Regions from separate parts of the Oryctolagus cuniculus genome. Here region 1 is linked to region 2. A link is a contact called in public Micro-C data. All regions are on one chromosome and are shown on one strand. Each heading gives the region's core, a stretch centred on a gene start, on an enhancer-like site or on the middle of the called end of the contact. The rest is flanking DNA. Distances are from core to core; before and after follow the strand shown. Region 1 overlaps ARID5B (AT-rich interaction domain 5B). Region 2 holds the start of ARID5B (AT-rich interaction domain 5B).

Region 1 (2,700 bases), core at 188-2,687, 81 kb before region 2:
TCCTGTTCTAATTACAGGACATTATACAGAAAGACATTTGTAAAAGGAAAATGCAGCAGTACATATGACTAAATAGTTTGAATTGGTTGAAAGTGTTTAAAATGCCGAAGTTGTACATCAGCTTTATCAATTTGTGACTGTAGCTTTGTGTAAAATGGTAACAAGTCCAACCATATTTCAAGGTCTCTCTCAAAGCAGTAAGCTTAGTACCCAAAATTAGTACATAGCACAGGAGAAAATACATTCGCACTTAAACTGATGCTGGAGGGTTGGGGTAGGGGCAGGTCAGTTGGATTTCTTGTATTTTTTCCCCTTCTCATCAAAGCTGTTAAATTGGAGGCATGCCAAGACAAGGAGTGGAAAATATTATTAATAAAAATAAATTAAATGCCTGATTAAAAGGGAGAGAGAACAAGATTCCATCCGGAATAGAAGTGAAAATGCCACAAACTATTTCATAAAAACATACTGTGACGTAAATTACACATCAGTATTGCACTGTTGTGGTTATTTTGAGAAATGGTTTGTACTGTAAGTCAGCTGGTGCTGCCCCACCCTTAATGATTTTGTAATTCTCTACACAGTAAGCAAGTGGGGGCAGCCCTGAGATTGCTAAGACAGAAAACAGGCCTAGTCATACAGAACTGGCAATAAAAAGATAATGTACTTTTAACATAACAGAACAAGGAGATTGGCTTTATTAACTAAAAAAACTACTTTAAATGGTCCCCAGCTTGCCATTTGTTTTGATAAATGGAAACACAGATCTTCCCAGGATAGGCAACAAAAACATCACTGGAGAACTTAACAAAAAGAAAATGTGGGAAAATATATCAGTGCATGGTTGCAAACAGAACAAAGAATGTTTCAAATGCAGAACCCAGAGTTTTAACCAGCTGTTTCCAACAGCAAGCAAGTTACTTAAAATAGATGGAGATACGCAAATATAAAAATATGTATTAACATGTTAATATCAGAGTTGCCCTTACTGTTGCTTCATCGCTCAGAAAAGAAAACAACACAAAGCTAAATTAAAACCAAACACTGCCATCACTCGGAGTAACGAATGAACCCACTGGGAAGCAAGCCAGCTCCGCCGCCAAGGTTCTCCCAAATGGCCACTGAATTCTAAGCCACATTCAGGAGCCACTCTGGATTTCATCTTGAGAATTTTGCATCTGATTTCCATATGGCTCGACTCAGCCAAATTTAAATGTCACACAAGACAGGGATTGCACAATAAGTCTATCTACCGGTGAGATCTCAAGGCCAGACTGATCCTCACTTTGTATAAATTGTGACCGCATTCTTCGAGGTCTGATGTACCTTGTCTGCCCTTCACATGGATTAGCCTTTACCCTCTAGTCAGCCATTTACTCTGGGTATAAATGAGACTCAATATCTGGCGGAAACATGAGGAATCCAGGGGACATCCAGGAGCCAGGGCCTAGACAATATTTTTCCTACGCTCAAATTATAACACAAGTTTTCTCAGAGATTAATTTAGACATTCATTTATTTGCTAGTGACCCAGGTAAGACTAGCATACCGGCCTGGAGTTATTTAAACTCAGTTCTCTCCTGGTTTACAAGAACCTACCGCTAAGATCCAATCAGGGGCTACAGTTACCATGTCAAGATTGCTAACAGAGAAGCTCAATCACTAGCACAACAGGCCTTAAAAATTATATCCACTTCCGTTATCTTTCTCCTAGAAATATCAACATGGCTTTTTATTTTTTAAGTTGTAACTCCATGTCTGTCATTGTCCCAAGAATCACAATGCGGTTACCATAGCAGTTGGATAAGCCCTTGACACTTAAGATATGCTCCTGAATCCCAAACTCACAAATAAACCTGACTGAGGTGTGGTACTAGACAAATCAACAGCAGAATGACTGACTCCCACATATCAGCCCCTCTGTGTGTGCAGAATTCAGGCATTTACAAGATGGTAAATCACTATCTGTCATGATGTTTACAGACATGATTATTTCACAAATAGTCAGCACTAATCAGGCTAAATCTAATCATTACCACCATGATTTATACCAGGAAAAAAAAGTGTGTATAGAAACTTAATCACCAAATAATGTTGGACTGATAAATACTAACATCTAGCACCTAGAAGGCATTCTATACGCACACACACACACACACACACATAACTGCATACAAAACTGTGTGTATGTTGGTACGTATGTAGAATAGTACTTCAATTTTCACTAAAATTGTGTGGATATTAAAAATAATTAAATTAAGTGAAACAACATTTCAGGCCATGCTTAACTTCTGTTAAGTTAAAAAAAAAGGGAGGTATGAAATAATAGAAGCATATAATCAGCCTTATGTCTTTTGGTAATAGTATTACTGAAATATAATTCACATATCATAAAATTCATTTAAAGTGTTCAAATTAAAAAAAAGTTTTAAATGTTTTATATATTTGAAAGAAGAGTGAAAGCGAGCTGTTCCATCTACTGATTCACTCCCTAATTGCCTGCAGCTGCTACAGTCGGGACAGGCCAAAGCCAGGTGCTTGGAACTCAAGCCAGATCTCCCACACAGGTGTCAGGGACCAACTTATTGAGCTAGCATCTGCTGCCTCTCATAAAGCATATTAGCAGGAAGCTGAAATCCAAGTGGAGCCAGGACTTGAGCCCAAGCACTCTGACATGGGATGGGGGGGGGGCATTCCAAG
Region 2 (2,700 bases), core at 83-2,582:
TCGAAGGTAAAAAATTTTCAAAAGGCAAAAAGAAAAAGAAAAAAAAAAAAAGAAATACAAAAAGCATGTGATGTTCCAGCGGCAGTAGCCGGAGAGCGAACGATCACACACACACACACACACACACACACCCTTGAACAAAACCCTTCTCGAACAAGTTATTTGATCTTGACTAAAATCAGCAGTTGGATCCTCTTTGTAAAGCTGACAGCCAAACTCTGACAATGGCAAAATACTCGAGCCCCAGCTAGTGGCGCTACCCCTTTAAAAAAACAGTCGATCCTGCTCGCCTGCAGAAGTGAATACAGTATTTTCAAGCTTGCCCTGTAATAAGCATTACTTGGGGGGGGGGGATAATAAAGAAAGAAGAGAGGGAGAGATAGGTTTACCACCTCGCCATGGTCGCTATTTCTGCCCTGGGGAGTGTCTTCTGGGAGGAAATAAAGTTTAGAGCTGGATAAAAGTTGCCGGCTGGTCCTCTCTTCCCACAACAGCTGGAGCTCCGCTATGCAAATCGGATCCTTTGGCGTACATCTTACAAAGAAAAAGTCGCCAAGGGACAAAATTCTTGGTTTGCCTTCAAGGTGGAATTGAAAAGCCTTGTAGAAAATGTAAGGTCCGTGCAAGCCACACGGTGAGCCGACCCACTGCAGGGGGAAAAAAAAAGCACCAAATAAATAATGTAGCCATCAGAGCACAAACATCTATCCCCAGACACATTTATACACAGACATCCACACTCTTAATAAGACGAACCCACAGATAGAATACTGGGTGGAAACATAATAAAGCCCACAAATTTTCTGCCTCCCTAAAAAAAAAAAAAAAAAAAAAAAAAAAAAAAACCAAACTCCGAGGCCCCCCCACCACCTCCCCTCCCCACCTCCCCATCTGAGGCGGTGAAATTACATTATGTATGTATGATCGGTGCAGGGCTTTTTTTTTTTTTTTAAACAATAAAAATGATTTTGGTGGATGTAGAGGGTAAAAGTTTGGTGAAAAGTTTGTGGGGGGTGTGGGTGGGTGCAGAGGTGTGGGTGAGCTGGGGGGCCGGGGGGTGCCGGGGGGTGCCGGGATCGGAGGAGCGGAGGAGAGCGAAATACCTGGAGTGAGTTGGGCTCCATCTCGACGTTCTGAATTGATTGAACTCAACATTCTCTCCAAACTTGTTGGCTTGAATGGATTGCATCAGGTCCTGGCAGGGAAAAGCATTCTCTGCCTTCAGCCGGCGTAATGTCTCAATATAAAACTGAGCTCTTGCCTCCCCTTCGGCACCAAAATGATTGAAAATATGTCCTAATATTTCTCTGACGACTCAATTTTCAGCTCCTGTCAGAACTATGTGCCTTTCCTGCCAAAGATGAGGTGATCAAATTCATAATCGGAAGGAAGGCTCAGTCCGATCTCGGCGGGAAGCGGATGGATCAAGGCAAAAAGCGGCTAGGAAGATTTGTAAAAATAAATTCCACCCTAAAACTGCTGGAAGATGAGATCTCCCTCTTTCCAAAAGCGCCTGTCTGCGTGGATCGTCGGATGAGATTTTTGGAGGAGAGGAGGGCTGGCGAGCTCTGCGGTGTATCTGACAGGACCTGCTTGTATATGTCTAATATAAAGAACATTTCCTGCAGAGATTCCGGGGCGCTGCTCCTCTTTCTAATGCTCCTTAGCAGATTTGCTGTTATTAGACATGTAGATTTGTTTGATAGTTAAATTACGCTTCCTCACTGCCATGTTTTCGAGAACTAATCTGTTAAATTATCTTTTGATGCCTATTTACATGGAGGGGAAAGTGGGTTATCGATTATATAAACATATAAATATTAATGCATTTGTTCGCTTCGCAAAAAAAATACTAAGCCAAAAAAAATAACAGAAAGACAAGTGAGCAATGCACACACATCTCAGGATTTTGCAAACAATATTGAACGGACAGCGACTGCATTTAGGGACTGGAACAATAAACGATGCATGATAAATCAATAAATGCGAGCAGCGAGTCTGCTCGGAATATGAATTCAGGCTCCCGGTTCTGCGTGTGCATTCTTTAATTTTGAAGTATATACACTAGTACGTGTTTACAATGCTGATGGACGCCAAGGGCGCTCTCAAATGATAATGTGTTTATATAACCCAGCGCTACAGGAATAATATACCGACTCCTACCCCACCCCCAACCCCTCCCCCGCCAAAAAAGGGAGGGGAGCTTCCTCAATAATAGTTTGAAACTGAAAAAAAAAATCCATTTGCAAACTAGTTAAATACAACCAGAAATTAAGCTGTTGAAAACCGGGGGCATGAACCGTAAGACAATAAAGGCTTTAAATGTGTATATTTATTGTTCTGGAGCCCTGGAGCATTGCGAGGTTTGCATGCACGGCTATTATGCAAACACAGAGAAACTTAAGAGCGACAGAACAAGGAACAGGCAGAGAGACTGCAAAGCCCTCGCTCGCTCCGACCCAGCTGCCGGTCCTCCGCCAGGCTAGATTGCATTTTCGCAGTGTTGATGTAAAATGGTGTACTCGCTTCCCCCACGTTCCCCCACCCCCTTCGCCGCTCTCCTCCCACTCCTCCCAACACACTCCCTCCCCCCCACACCCCCCACCCCTGCCTCGGATTTTATTATATTGGCACCAATCTTTCCAAAGTGGGTCTGGCATGCTAAAAAAGTAAACATGTACTATATGGGGAATAAGGTCT

What was found. A called contact is a pair of places that touch in the nucleus more often than the background predicts.
Region 1: a contact with region 2 is called in a Micro-C map of ear pinna, with 10 times the contacts expected there. The contact joins the enhancer-like site here to the promoter of ARID5B in region 2. A contact is called at or near these places in 2 of 6 Hi-C or Micro-C datasets (ear pinna and skin fibroblasts).

What each region holds. Positions count from the first base shown.
Region 1 is chr15:54,420,943-54,423,642 of mOryCun1.1, reverse strand. All of the region lies in intron 3 of ARID5B (AT-rich interaction domain 5B), which reads right to left. Among named protein-coding and RNA genes, the nearest start is that of ARID5B, 81 kb to the right of the region's middle. Within about 2 kb of position 1,437, at least 2 of the 8 cell types and tissues checked have an H3K27ac peak or open chromatin away from gene starts, as enhancers often do. A contact at or near this core is called in ear pinna, where this site is marked.
Region 2 is chr15:54,339,749-54,342,448 of mOryCun1.1, reverse strand. It overlaps ARID5B (AT-rich interaction domain 5B), which reads right to left and starts at 1,332. Exons shown (of 10, transcript XM_002718470.5): 1 at 1,104-1,332; 2 at 393-647. The coding sequence starts at 1,124. It overlaps LOC138845367 (a long non-coding RNA gene), which reads left to right. Exons shown (of 2, transcript XR_011382411.1): 2 at 1,327-2,014.